Linked DNA regions of Anser cygnoides: region 2 is linked to region 1. Evidence: chromatin contacts called from public Hi-C data. All regions are on one chromosome and are shown on one strand. The core of a region is the stretch at or near the end of the contact, and the rest is flanking DNA. Distances in the headings are between cores, read along the strand shown. Region 1 holds the start of PMM1 (phosphomannomutase 1). Region 2 overlaps CENPM (centromere protein M).

Evidence for each region. A called contact is a pair of places that touch in the nucleus more often than the background predicts.
Region 2: a contact with region 1 is called in a Hi-C map of liver, with 3 times the contacts expected there. The contact joins the enhancer-like site here to the promoter of PMM1 in region 1. A contact is called at or near these places in 2 of 7 Hi-C or Micro-C datasets (both in liver).

Annotation. Positions count from the first base shown.
Region 1 is chr1:44,013,213-44,020,710 of Taihu_goose_T2T_genome, forward strand. It overlaps PMM1 (phosphomannomutase 1), which reads right to left and starts at 4,129. Exons shown (of 8, transcript XM_013197286.3): 1 at 1,928-4,129; 2 at 1,721-1,838; 3 at 592-668; 4 at 1-92. The coding sequence starts at 1,996. DESI1 (desumoylating isopeptidase 1) reads right to left here. Exons shown (of 6, transcript XM_048078795.2): 6 at 4,327-7,432. The coding sequence ends at 7,339.
Region 2 is chr1:44,131,163-44,138,660 of Taihu_goose_T2T_genome, forward strand. CENPM (centromere protein M) reads right to left here. Exons shown (of 6, transcript XM_048078878.2): 6 at 5,514-6,819. The coding sequence ends at 6,694. Among named protein-coding and RNA genes, the nearest start is that of TNFRSF13C, 6.2 kb to the left of the region's middle. Within about 2 kb of position 3,604, at least 2 of the 3 cell types and tissues checked have open chromatin away from gene starts, as enhancers often do. A contact at or near this core is called in liver, where this site is marked.

The DNA.
Region 1 (7,498 bases), core at 2,879-5,378:
CGTTTCTTGGGCAGTTTCAGCAGCGCCATGTAGTTGAGACAGAAGTTGATGAGATCTTGCAGCAGCTCCTCTCCCAAGTGGTCCTGGATGGCCTGTGGGAGGAGAAGGGGAGTGAGGAGAAGCAGGAGCACATGCGAAACCAAGGTTCCTGCTATTCTGTCAGGAAAAAAGGACCACTGGAAAATGGCAAGGCTTTTTTGGACTAGGCCTTTCTACCAAGTGTGGATGGCATGCAGTGAGGGGACCATAAGACAGCAGGAGTGGGGCAGTTTTTTTCCTGTGTGTTGCTTGGCTCTTCTGCCCCACAGGAGCACAAACCACCGAACCTCTCCTGGGGCTAAGCAGCTGCCACGGCTGTGATGGCCCTTGGACAACCATTAACTCAGCAGCTACGTGACGGGGGGGGAGTGCGGGCTCCAGCCCCTGTTCCAACCCAAAAACGTGAACAGGGGGAATGGGACATTCAAATCTGGCTGCTGAGGAGGGAAGACGAGGCTGCCCACTTGCATGCAGCCAGGCACTGCTCCCCATGGCGCTCAGGAACACAGGGATGAGGAAGGAGAGCTGTGTTTGCACGAGGAGCCGGCCTACCTGCTTGGAGACCAGCTGCCCGTTCTTGTACTGCACGGTGCCATTCTCTGCGAAGACGTAGTCAAACTTACTGATGACTGAAAGGAAGGAAAGGAAAGAGAAAAAACGGATGCTGCTTCAGCCCTCGGCTAGGAAAAGGGGCCAAGCAGAGAGAGAAGCGCTGGCTGGATCCAGGACCCAGCGTGCTTTCCTCCAGGCGCCTTCACAGCGCACGTCTCACAGCACCCAGCACCCAGGCAGCGACCCTCAGAGCTCCCAGCGCGTGGGAGAGGCCGCTATCTCCAGCGGGCAGGGGGGCAGCTGACGCAGACGGGGGAAGCGACCTGACTGGGGTCACAGACTGAATCAGTGGCAGACGGAAGATAAGAGCTCCAAAATGTCAGGCTTTCAGCCACGTGCGCGTTACCCTGCGCTCTCCCCCCCGCTGCTGGGGTGCTCCGGTGATGCAGTTATTGGTTATCTAACCCCGGCCCCTCCTGGAAGCAGTAAACAGATTGCTGCTGACTCAGCCATCAGTGCCACGCTCCCCTGAGCCACGCAGCCGATCGCTGCTAATGAGGCAGAAGAAAGACCTTAGAACTCGGCTGCGTGTTTGGCATCGATCTCGGAGATGGAAAACAAGGTGGAGGGAGGAGAGGCTGCCTGCCCTGCCCTCCTGGTCCATCCTCTGCCTCGCGTCCTGCCCAGCTGGCGCCCGGCTTGCCCCCTGCGCGGCTGGTGATGCTGCGGGTGCGCTGGCAAGCAGCTTGGGCAGCCTCTCCTCCCATCCACTCGGGCTCTGAAGGCAACCAGCGACCCATCGGCCAGCTAACGGGTGGGCTACATTCGCCAAGGGCTGCCAAGAGCCGCAGGAGCCTGGAAGGAGCTCCCGGCCGCTCCGGCAGCGGCTGCGGCCCTGGATCGCGCCCAACAGCGGAGCTGGCGGCGTGGGCTGGAGCATCCCTGCCTGCTGGGCTCTCCGAAGGGCAGCGGGAGCCGGCCTTCGAGCGGCGGCTCCTTGGGCACGTCCAGCAGCCCAAGGGCAGGCTCGGGGTCCCCTTGCTGATTTGGGGCACGCGGGAGCCCCCCGAACCTAAGTAGTACCCCCGGCGCAGGGCTACCGAAGCGGGTGGGCTGCTGCACGCCTCACCTTCGTCCCCCTCGCCCAGCTGCTCGGCGATCTTGGAGTAGTCGGAGCCGCCCACCACGCCGATCTGCACCCTGCCGCGCAGCTCCTGCAGGAACCGGTCCACCTCGGGCTCGATTTTCTGCGGGAGCGGGAGGCAGACGAGGGTGAGCCCGCAGGGCCGAAACGGCGGACAGGCAGCCCCCCCCTCCACCCGGCGGCCCCCCTCACCTGTCGGGCCGGCGTCAGGGTCCCGTCCACGTCGAAGAGGCACAGCACCCGGCCCCGAGCCGCCGCCATCCCCGCTGCCGCCCTCTGTCAGCCCGCCCGGCGGCCCGGTGGGCGGCCCGGGGGCGGGACCGCGCCGCGGCGCCATCTTGTGGCCGCCAGCATTGCCGGGGCCGCGGTGCTGCAGCAGGGGCTTGGCGGCGGGTTGTCAGGCCTCGGGCGGCCGGTCCAAGGTGGTTTTGGGTTTGATTTTAGGATTATGGCCCTTTGTAGGGCTTGTCTATGTGCAATGACACATATCCGTCTCTTCTGTGCAGCAAAGCCGTGCCCTAACTCCCAGGGCTCTCAAAAGACAGCCGTGGAGTCAGATGCACAGCGAACTCCTGGCATTCAGAAATACAAGCCATTTCTTGTTTATAAGCCACAGCGTGGTACAAAGACAATACCTCCCCTGTCCGAGTGGAAGAGGCATGGTGCTGGGAAAAACTGCCAGCTCGCTCCCCTCACGGCCCTGGAGATGTGGCAGCACTTTGGTTATCGCTGTAGCCCAAGCTGACCCTATGGTCTGTCCTCCTGGCAGCTCCCATAGGGCATCCCAAACAGTGTGCTCAGCCTCGCAGTTATTTTGGGCCAAGCTGCTTCCCGTGAGGACTCCTGGACACCACCGTCTCTCTGCAGTCTCTTGGCTGACCTTGTGCTTGCACAAGCTGGGCGCTCACCCCTTCACCCAGTTGGACTAAAAACATACCCCTGCACATCTACGTTTTATCGTACAGCACGAGGAAGAGGGCAGGCTCTCAACCACATCTGGGTCTGGATTTAATAAAAAGGACGTGGTCTCCCCTGGGATCTTTGTGCTATCTCGCCTTGGCATCTGAGGCCACCACAAGCTTCTGCTGCAGAAGACGCATGTACGGGCACCTTTCCCCTCAGGCACCCAGCCGAGACTCCTCTCTCCCCACACGGGGCAGCAGACAGCCGTCGGAAAGGCACCTCCGTGGACCTGTCCCCGCTCGGTGCCCGGGGGAGCAGGAGCAGCTCTGTGCTGCACACCGCAGCGCTGCCGCCCCGTGGCACTTGCCGGAATTAGGAGGGCCACCAAAGCACCGGTCAGTTTTCTGAACGCCTACGAAATCGGCTCTAAGCCACCGGTAGAGCTTTCCAAAATCTGACCTACCTACTGTGCTTTTTCCAGCTTATTATTTCCGTCGTGCTGCTTTACGAAGTCTTTTCAAGTCTACAGCATGCCAAACCATCTCCCTCGGCACCTTTATTGCCATTTACCATCAGCTGGTGAGGGTCTGTGCTACTGTGGTTTCCCCGAGAGCAAAAAAAAAATCACCTGGGTTAGCTCTGAGAACAAGTTCCTGTGGCTGTTCCAGATATTTAATACTTCAGAGACCTGCTTAGCTCCTCCCTTGATGCATTCCCTCACTTGCGACTTGGACAGCAGCAGCTGCTGTGGATGAAAGCTCCGTAACCAGCAACAAGAACAGGTATTTTGGTCCAAGCTTTGACGGCGTCTGTGAGCACTGTACCTTCTGACTAGGGGTGCTATTACGGTCAACATCTCCCTGTTGTACTCATTCCCAGATATTTTACCTGGGGCTAATACTTGAAAGTAAACCAGCACCCCATCTGAAGAATAGACCAAAATAACCGCAACCATGACCATGAACCTTAGCTAAAGCCCCTTTCCATATTACACCCATACAGACTGCTGTACAAACAGTAAGCTCTGTGGTTCAGCACGTGGATGCCATCAATAAGTGTCCAAAAGCCCATACTGAAATAATTTCTTACCCAAAGCCCCATCTTTCCTCTACTTTTTAACAGCCTACCAGCAGAGGCATGATGGATGCTGCTACATAACCCTCACCCATTTGTGCTCTGCAGCTCCAGAGGAACCCAGGAACAAAGCCTGCTTCTTAAGGCTTCTTTCTTCCTTTTTAAAGTAGTAGCATTGAAACAAGCAGGAAGAAAAAAAATAGAGTCTTTTGTTACGCTTAAGCTCTTTCGGGCCTCTTCTTCAACAGCACACATCAGGTATTTCGTTCTTGAACGCTTAAATGAGCAATGGCTGTACAAAATCTGTGCTGACAAACCGCCTACTGTCTGACCTTTATTTAGCTCATCCAAGCTGCGCCAGCCCTCAGAAGAGGGATTTTAACATACCACAGTGATTGCAGAAGTAAAATGTCCCCAAATTTAAATAAAAATATTGCCCATGACCAGTTCTAGCAAAGAGCAGTAGCCACTGTCACTTCTACTAGCGGTACACAGCACAAATTGCTAGGATGGTTTCTTAACCTGCAATTTCCAGCTGGGAACGGCGTGAAGCAGATTTCTGGTGAGCTGCCTTTGCTGGGTAGCTGCGTGGACACATACATACAAACAGAAAATTGCTGTACTTTTTTATTGTAATAGAAAAAAATCAAAACATCACTTTCTGTCTAAAGATGTTATTAACATTTTAAAAATGGCATGGTGGAACCCCAGCAATACTTGACAGAACAGTAAGTGTGGGCAAAAGGGTTCTGCTCCCCTTCAGGAGTTCAGCTTCCCCGCTCCCCCTTGGTCAATCAGCTGGCTGAAGTTTGCCACCTATATACACTTACATACATTTCTCATTCTAGTTTATGTACCTATGAGTAGGTATGGCTGGGAGGAATGTTGGGTGCACAGACCTGCAATTTACGCGTAACCATCTTTGGAGAAAACGGGTTTCCTAAGAGGCCTACAGGGTACAAGGGTCTCATTACCCAGTAAGATCAAACAAACAGGATCCGCTCCTATAGTTCCTTTGCCACAATACACAGAGTAGGTCCAGAGACAAGGAGACCCTCCGGAGCTCCTTTGAGAGTACCACAGTTACCGCAAACAGAATGTGTCTGAGTGAAATTTTACCCACTGATACTCAAGTAGCAGCATTCTCTCTGCAACAGGGCTGCTCAGGAGGGGAAAAAGCAGACTGCAAAATGCCTGGGGTGAACCTCTTACATCCTGTCGGGAGGCAGGAAAGGAAAAGGCCCTGAAGCAGAAACCAGGCTCAGGACCTCTGAAGTGGACACACTTGTCATGCAACGAAGCATGGGGTAGAGACCGTGGTACTAGAGACCATGGTGCCTGTGCTTCCCTTGCAGAACAGCTGTACCAGCAGTTGGCTGTACCTGAAGTGATAGTTTGCTGAAAGAAACAACCACAGCTGTGCTCCTTGTGGGTACCAAACTAGCATACCCAGATGTTGTGCTGCATTGTATCAGCTTCGGTATACCTGTTCGACTGAGGAAGCTCTAAGATCTCTAACGTGCTATTGTGTTTCGTGGTATAGTCATGTCTGTACTTGGATGAGAGACCGGTTACTCTTCACAAAATAGACATGGAAAGAGTCTGGAGGGGATTACACAGACAACAGAAAAACTATGCTGTGGCTTACCAGAAAACAAACACTTGCCAATGCCTTCTCCAGAAGCACCAAAAGGTGCTGTATGGTAAGTAATTTACTACAGAATGCTCTCTGCATAATGGTTTGATGGTGAAAGACTGAAAACTTTGCATTAAGCTTTTGCATCTGTACTAACTGCTACGGTTGTCTCCTAGTCCAGTCTGCCAAATGAAACACTTAAGAAGTTGATGGCACGAGCAGAGAATGACAGAAGGAAAAAATCACCACTGACAAGAAAACACATTCTGGGCTACAAAGGCCACCTGCACTCAGAGCAGCTACACAACTGCAAAAGGGACTGACAGTACCTGACTTCCACTCGTGTAGTGACTCTACAAGGTGCAGGGCAACAGAGTAACTGACAGAATGACTGAACTGTGGGTTTCTTCCATTTCATCCCCACAAAAATAACAGCATGAGAAACATACTAAACCATATTACTCTGGGAGAAAGATAGCCCAGCAGAGGAAAGACATCTCCTTTAGGTAATACGGGAAGTTTGAGATGCAGGACTGAGCTTGCAGCAATTGTTTGCACAACAAAGCACTGGAACCAAGGGCTATACTTTGCATAGATGCTTTCTTCAGCAGCATCTGGGATGTGCAATCCCCATTTATGGAACACCAGCAATGTTTTGGGGGTTTGCCCAATATCTTTCTTGTGCTCCTCCCTAAGTGTACTTGCTACAGAATTGTTCAGGAAAACAGTGTATATACACACATGAAAAGAAATCAATGTGCCTCATCTTTCCTTCCCCTGATTTTTTTTCCCACTGCAAATAATTGCAAAGCTATAAGAACCTTAAATTAGAAGATGTAGTATTGATACAATCTAACATCAATCTAAGGATAGGACTGCTTCTCCATGCATCCCAATCAACTCAACTGTTCGACAGAAAAGCTTAACTTTACTATTCCTCATTTTCTTTAAATCTGGGGAGACCTACCACTTATTTCTTTCACTTAAGCAGAGCACTCTCTGGGATGTACTTGACTGCTTTGGAGAGGGCAACAATATCAGAGAAAGCTGGAACTCCTACTCTGTCTGCAACTAGATGCTGAAGGCAGAATTGGCCTACCTCTCATTATTGTGCAGCTGCCATGCTATTCCTGCCTCACTGTACAGTAACTCTGGCTCAGTGAGGAAAAAACAGCTCTTGAGCAAAGGTAAAAGTTAACAGGATTCTATCCATCTGCTGACAAGCTTGCTTGAGAGAAAAGGAAGCTTACTTTCACCTAAAATTTGCTCATGAGGTTCTGTTCTTTCAGCTGGTTCTCTGCCTTAACACCTGGATCTCGCCTTATGAGGCTCCTGGTAGTTTTCATTTGCAGCCTCCCACCCACACACAGCTAAGTCCATTGGAAGTTTCAGCTTTGAAAGTGATGCTGACTAGCTCAGCTAGGCCACCCTTTCCACTCAGCTGTGCCATTGCAAATGCTCTAATCAGATGAGTTGAGCTTGTTGCCTGAGCAAATAACACAACGTTAATGAAATATGCGTAAGACTAGTACTGGGACATCTTCACCTCCTAGGCTACAAATACTTCCTTTGTCTTCTTGCTACAGACTTCAGCAAATACCCCCAGAACACAGTCAGTGACAAGAGAAAGAGATGTGAGCCTGCAAGGGATGGCTAGGACATCCCCTTTACTTCAAAATGTGTAACGGGTGCTCGAATGTTCATGGAATGAATTCCCACTTACCAGCACGGGAGTTATTTAGAAAGTGTCAGCCTAACCCAGGCAAGACAGCCTTTATAAATTAGTAGAACACTATTAGAAATTATGGCAATCTTTTTGGTAGCATTGTCTTACATGCACCCTGATAACCCTCTCCCTAGGAAATTTTAAAACTGGTCCTGTAATTTCCATAGAGTTAATTCTGATGGGAAATTATAAAATAGAAATCTGGTAGATTTGTGTTTAAAAAGGAAGAGGCATGGTGAGGCTGGGCACAACGGGTCACTCCTGTTAGCTCTGTCCATTATGTCTGCTGAAGGCATTTCCTCCAGGTGTCTGGATCTGGATGGTGTCCAGGAGGGGCCTTAAAGCTTGTCCAAAAGGTCTGAGAAGGCAAAGAAATAAACATATCAAATAGCTTGCTTGAACAATTTTTCCCATTTACTACTGA
Region 2 (7,498 bases), core at 2,354-4,853, 120 kb after region 1:
GCTGCTGCGCTGCGAGAGGAGAGAGCCGCACGTGTTCGGGCATGAGCCCGGGATGAGAGGCAGGGAAGCAAGCGGCCGCCGCACCGAAACGGGCCCCGCAGCAGCGAGCTTGTCGCCGCCGCACGGCCGGCCGCGAGGCTCCGGCTGACAGCATCCCCTCTCCTCCCTCTCCAGATAGCAGCACCAGTGCCCGGCTGCCTTTCATGGTTCTGCGCTCGTATCTTGTGCTCCCCACCCGAGGCAGTGCCCCCAGCAACACAGGGATCAATTGCCACAGGGTGTGGGCTTATAAGAACCATGCAGCCATACAGCATCCCCCCCCCCCCCCCCCCCCCCCCCCCCCCAAATGCAGAGGATGAGGATAGATACAGCTTTTTAGCCCTCTAATCATCTTGTCTCTGAGCTAGATAACCAGGACTGTAAATCCCTGGTGATAATCGCAGACACCATGCCTGCAAGCTCTCCCCCAGACCATTCATTTCGCTTGATGATGCTTTAAAGAGACATCTAATGAGGATAATCTGATTCAAATCCCCTCTGCTTTTGGGTAAGCAGAGCAATTTAGTCCCCCTCAAACTCCCTCTTCCCCCATGGCTCTCTTTATTTCCCCTTCTCATATGAATCACTCTGGGGTTTCCTTTGCTCTTTGCATTACTATTTTGATTCTTTGATATGACCACCGCAATCAGCATTCACTCTGTTTAGAACCTAATTAGCATGAAATCAGATTCACTTTTTACTCACATCCTCCTGGCACTACGATGCTGGCCAGTGCTTCGGCTCTCACTTAGGGCGCAGGAACATCGCAGCCTGCTTACAAACCTCCCTCCTCACCTGATTAGATCAGGAGCACTCAGAGGAGAGCCGCACGCTCAGCCCGGCAATCGAGCCGAGCTTTGGGAAGGGGGGAAGGTCTCAATCACGCTCAGCTTTCAGCGCAGAGCAGATGGCGAACGTACCGACTCTATAATTTATAGGACACCATCACTACGTATTAGTCCCATGCAGTGGCTGAGCTAAGCCAAACCGCGCGGGGAGCAGCCTGGCGCAGGTGAGAGCCCACGTGCAGCGGGGCCGGGGGAAGCGCGAGCCCAGAGCAGGGGACGTGACGCCCCGGAGGGGTTACCCCGACCAGGACAAACGCTACGCAGCCCACCAACCCGTCTTCAAAGTAGGTCAGCATTATGCAACAGCTGCACACAAGCAGCTCCGCTCCGTTTCCCCGGGAGCAGAAAACAGGAGGGAGAACTGCTCAGGACGGGCACGTCAGGTTACAACATGGGAACCAGGGGATGGAAAAGATTGAGACAGAGCACCAGGTAGTAAAATTGCTCTCTGCAAAGCGAGGCGAAGGCTGCTGGTACACTCATACGAGGAAACACCATGCTGTTCCCAGAGCTTCCCCAGCTCTGAAGCCTTTGATCTGCTGCTCAGCGTAGCAGCAAGAGGCCCCGAGTCGTGGGGAGGGCGAGGATTAGTTAGGCAACGCCGGCACATGGCTGCGAAGAGAGGTTCTCGGCTGCAGCAAGAGCCACAGGTAGCTACAGTCGGAGCCCAGCTGAACGCAGCGCGGGCTCCACATCTGTCAGCTCTGCGCGAGTTCGAAGAGGGAACAGGGCAGGGGAAAACAACCGCGTACGTTCACGCTGGGGCGATGCCAACACTGCTGTGACATCGGGGCAAGCAGCCAGCACAAAGGGTGGAGAGAGCTGTGAGCTGACCGCTGCCGATAACGGGTGTCTCACAGGTCCCCCAGCCTCAGTCAGAACCTGAGGGCGTGGAAAGGAAAGGAAAATACACCAAACTGCCAAAAATCGGGGGGAGCCTCTGCGGTGTGTCCAACAATCTGGGCTTTTTAGGCATTGCCAGCGCTCACCACAACGCTTCTGCCTGGCTCCTGCGCTCAAACCGCCCGCCCTCGAGCGCGGTGCCTCAGCTCCCCGGGCACAGCTCGCTGCGGCGCGGAGGTGACAGTGGGAGGATGCGGACGACAGAGGACACAGCAGCCCCCGCACCACAGCGGGGGCCCTGTTTCCCAAGGGGAGGCAGCTTCTCGCTTTGTTTTCATCCTCACCCCACCTCAGTGCTCCTTCCTGTGACGTGCAGAGCCCCCGGGGCTCTCGTGCCCAGCCCGCAGCTGCACCTGGGCCGGCGGTGGGGAGGCGCACGTATGTAAAGCACGGGCTCTTTCACACACCGCTGACTTCCCCCCGCCAAGGACACGACGGGGCAGGGGGACATCCACAGCTCCTTCCAGGGCTGCTTGCAGGGCTAGACGTGTCACACAAGCCCCTCGCGATGCGGTGAGCCCGAGGGGGACCGCAGCACCGTGGCATGTGGCAGCTCCTCCTGCGGCCCGCGTGCCACGAGCCCGCGCCGCTCAGCTGCGGGGGCTTCTGGGCAAGTGCCATCGCCCCCTAAGTCCCCGCATCCCACCGCTCCGGCTCATCACATCCAAGCCGGCCCGAGGGGATCCGTCCTGCTTAGCATCGCCGCGCCGTATTAATATTTAACGGTGAGAGAGAGCCAGAGACTTTGATTTCTCCCCCCCAGCCAGCTCAAGGACAACTCGGCTGCGCGGGGAATTTCAGCACTTCAGAAGGTGGGTTTGCCCCAGTTCGCAACAAAACTCAGCCGTGCTGCAAGGCCCTGTGAGAAGGAAGGGAGCCTGGTGTCAGCCTCGCCGCTGCAGGGGCAGGTGGCAAGGGGCAGACACGTCCGAGCTCAGGAGGGTCCCACCAAGCCCCCCTTTACCTTCCCCCAGAGCTGCGGCAAACACCAACCTCAGCTCATCAGGAGAGCACTGTTCTGGATGTGTAACCCCAAGGACACCAAAACACGGTGCCAATGTCAACTCACCCCCATCGTGGAGGACACGGCTCCTGCTTTACGGGCAGTGCCAGCAAGGCACAGTGACTTTTAACACACGTGCCCAGAGCCATGCAAGAAATCACATCCACGGAGGCAAAGCGAGCCCGGCGTTTCTGCTCCGGCTCTGGGCTGTGCCAGCCCTTGCTTTCTCTTGCATACAAATCACTTTCCCCAGCAGTGAAGGACAGCTGGTCACCGAACGGGTGGGAAACGGAGACCACTTGGCCTGCAGGGGAGACGGCCGGGGGCCTGGGCCTGCCCAGGGAGACAGAAGAGCGGGGACATCCAGGTTCAGCCAGAGCAAATATTAGGGGTGGCCTTGAGTCTAGATCTCTACCACCAGTTTCAAGGCTTGAGGGCAGGCAAATCGCCAGGGCTGGGTTTATCTCCGATGGCTGTTGCAGGACAGAGATCATTTACTCCAGGCCCCGTATCAGCGCACGGGCTCTCCCCCCGACAGTACAGACTGGGCACACCACGTGTCTTGCTGCACCTAAAAGTTGGTCTGATTTAAGTGCTGGTGCTGCAAAGCCAGCAAGAAAAGCTTCTCTTGGAAAACCTGGGCTAACAGAGAGCTATAATCCAGACAGATAATGCTAACCATGCTGATTTGTGCTGAAATCTCTTAGCACCTCCATAAGCAGCTCGGCTAGCATGGTGAGGATACAAAATCTTGCTCCTGTGGGTCACGCTGCTGTAGCAGGAGAGCCCCCGTTAGTTTCACTCAGCTCCACCAGCTCAAAAGCACTGCTTCACCAAAGCTTACTTCAGTGCTACTGGTATAAGTCCTACTGTACTAATTAAACTGCTTTCACACTAATTTTGCTGATGCACAGCTGACAAACAAAAACATCCACAAATTGAAGTAGTCAAACCAGCAAAGCTGAGTACTTTTGCCAAAGAGAGGGGGATTTCTTCTAGTACATCTCCAAACAGATAGGGAACTGAGGCACAGAGAGATGAAGAGAAAAAAAACTCCAAAATATTTCTGTTAGTTTAGATTTTAGCCAGCTGGACAAGGTCTTTGGTGATGTTCAAACACAACAGAACCCAAGTGACTAGCCTTAATTCAACTTCAGGCCCTCCATGTGCCTGATCACAGTCCAAACACTACTTTCACAAGACCTTTATCAAACATTAGCGCTGGCTACCCCATCTAGATGAAAGGTATCCTCAGCTGCCTCGTCTGCTCTGCTTTGTTATGTCCTGTCTAAACCAATAGCTGACAGTTCCTAGAGGTATTTACACAGTTGTAGCTGTAGCTTTAGATGTGTCCCAACTACTTTCGGTTGTAAAACATGATGGACCTGAGACACAGTGTCATATTCTTAGATACGCTCCACTTCCCCTGCCAGTTCTATTAAAGACTTTTTCCTAAGAGTAAGAAAAATATTTGCCCCAAGGTGAAGCGAGATGTTGCTCTTAAGGAACTAGCTTTTATTTTGTACCAGCTAGGATTCAGCCACCTGTAGGCAGCACAAACAGCATCTTTCTCCTTTAGAAGTGGTAGGAGAAAAAATCTGTATCTAACACAGCGATGGAAAACAACCCACAAGGTTTGAAGGTGCTGGACAGTAGCGCACCGGGGTTTCGTTCCGGGCGAACCAAAGAAAGTTTCATTTTCACCAGTTAAGAAAGCACAGCCAGAGAAATCGCTCCTGAGGCCTGTAGTTATCAGAGGCAACCGGAGCGTGGCCTAGGTGGCGGAAGTCTCCCTGCCCTACAGCAGTTGCAGAGGACACGAAAGACTCGTTCATTTTTCGTTCTGTGCCGCAGGCCTCCCCTCCCCTCCCCCAGGCTGCACCTGCACGTCGAGAGCGAATCGAAACCAGTCTATTCTGAACCACGGTCTCATTTTATTTTGAGGGACCCAAAGTGAGAGCGAGGCCGAGCCGGCACAGCCAACGGAGAAACCGGTCTTTCGGCGCCATTGCCCCTCTCCAGTGGCGCAGTCGTGGCAAGCAGTGGCAGCGGTGCAGCGCTAGGCCCCGTCCTTCCTACGTGGCCATGAGTGTTTGCACATCTTTCTCCGCTGGGTTTTAGCCAGAGTCCGGCCCTTTTGGACTCCGTAACACAGCTGACTGGTTCAGCTCCTTTGTTCCAGCTGACAACCAACCTTGCGTGTCCTCTGAGCAAGGAGACAGGCTTTGTGCCTTGCTGGGCTGTCTTTGCAAGGACTGCCAACACTCACAGCTGATGAAGCCCGCAGTGCTGCTTTCTGCTCATGGGCAGATGTCAGAAACAGGCTAAGCAAAACAGCACACGCAGCCGGAGCGCTGCACCTAGGGATGTTAAAGCAGACTAGCAGGGATTCAATAAATTACACCAAAGGGGAGCTTAGCAGATTCTCTCAAGACTTCATTTCTACCTGGCATGCAATTTTGGGTAAGCAACATCCCAGTATTTCAAGAAACATGATATTCTGCCAGGTAGTTCAATTCAGTTCACAGTAAGGATGATATTTGGAAAGCTTTTGCCACCACCACGTGGCCGAAACGGTGACTGCAGCCCAGCAAGTAACTGAACTGAACAACATGCAAAATGCAGCAAGGACCAGTTTCACTGCCAGGGCAAGCTGGGGGAACATGTTCGTAGGTTTTACAGCCCATACCACACATCTAAACAAAGAACATACGAAGAGCTATTAAATATTATACATTTTATTAACTTAGAAATCAAAAAATCTGACAGGAAGAATAAGGCATGAGTTACTGCTGATGGGAACCTATTAGTTAAGGGACTATACACAGTATAAGCCCAGTTTCCAAGCCGACACCGTATGTTTTCAGTATGCTGCTATAGTCCAGTTTGCTGTGTTTCATCTCTGGCTAGCCCCAGAGCACAGAGCCTCAGCCCTAAGGATGCTGGAGAGACAAGTGCAGTCCTGCAGCTCTCCGGAGCTCTTTACTTTGGGAAAAAGATCTGATTTCCACTAGAAGCTGCATGTTTCTCCTTCAGTTGCATACCTGTCAGGGCTGTAACACAAAGTGCTGCTACACTCTGAGTTACAACCCTTCTCATTTGTTGACTCGGAGGTTAGATCTCTCTGGAGAACTGCTCCTCGGTTTGCAGGGACTGACTTGCAGCAGAACAGCCCACAGCTGTCCAAATCACGTTATCCTGGGCTTAAGAGACAGAGTCTTTTTTCTCTAAAGATATAAAAGAAAGCTAAAGTGCTAGATTATCTTCTTTAGTCCCTTCCTCCCCAATTATGTACCAGGCACAGAAATGCTGAGCCCTTCACTGGGCAGATGCTCACACAGCTGGATCATTAACTGCCAACTGCAGTGTATCTAGAAGCTGCAGGACAGCCTTCCTCACCCTTTTATTCTCTTGGTGGGGAAACAAAATCTGGCACTGAGGTTTTGCATTAGTCCCAAGTACTGTATTCCAACTGCAAGGAAGCAGAAGCCTGCTGCCTCACCTCTAGTACTTTTGGTCTACTGGAACTAAGATATTCAACCATGACACACAGCATTTGGGATAGTGGGCTGTTATTTTTGATATTCTCTCACTAAAACGTGTAGCTCCTGGCCACTGGCAAATGGGCGAAATCTAAACTTCACCATGAAACGGGACTCAGATGTAGCAACAGTTAGGGATCCCCAATTCAAACTATCCTCCCTCCCCACCACCTATACCTTATCCACTCAACAGAAATCAAGCTTTTTTGACAGGCTAGCAACTACAAACAGCTCTGCATGAGTGTTTGTAATAAGTCAGGCAATAAAGCTTCCTAAAGTGATTCCAACAACAGCAGCAGCTTGAATGCCTGGAACTAAAGAAAAGTGATGAACCTGTACGAATTCTCACAACAAGAAGCTAGTCATCAGCAGAGCTCCTCATCAGCGAGCCAAAAGTCAGGGCAGAAACTCCTGGTACGTGACCAGCACAGATCTGCAGCATCCGGAGAAGCCGCTGAGCGGTGGTAGCTTGTATCCTTTCCACCTGGAAACAAAACGGAGAAGTTATTTAATCAGTATCAGAAAAAGAAAGGCACTGCTTAGCAGTGATAAAGAACTGTAACCAGAGCTAAGCGTGGTTCAGAGCTGCTATATAAAGAGGACACCCATGAGATCAATTTACTCCCCAAACGTGAGAAGAGGTGCAGCGTTCTGCCAGCTGAAAACCCTAAGAAAGTTTCAAGTGCCCAAACTCACTAGTTCTGATTTGCTGACAAAGGGGAGGGGTGGCAAACAGAGGAACTGCCAAAGGCACAAATGTTATCTGCTGATAGGGAATCGGTCCCTGAGGATGGAATGATGCTTAAATGGAAAAGTAAGACGTGCCTCTGCTGAATGCCAAACTCTTCTGCCAGCTTTTTCCAGTTACCTGCTTGGTCTGAGGAGTAGCGTATCAGACTGCAAAACAGCCTGTGAAGCGACAAAGCCCAGAAAACAGAAGCATTGTGCAAGAAAGAATAAAAATAAAAATAAAAATAAAAATCACAGAGCAAAGAGCTCAGGGGCTCCCAGGAAGAGAAAATGCTTCAAGGAACATGTGTACCAAGGCTTTGCGTATCAGAGAAGTTTCTCATAAACACAGACCTGGTTTTCTGAGGCTTTGAAGTGGCAGAGGAAGGTGCAGAAAATCTAGAAGACCCATACCAAGGACAGTCAGACTCCTG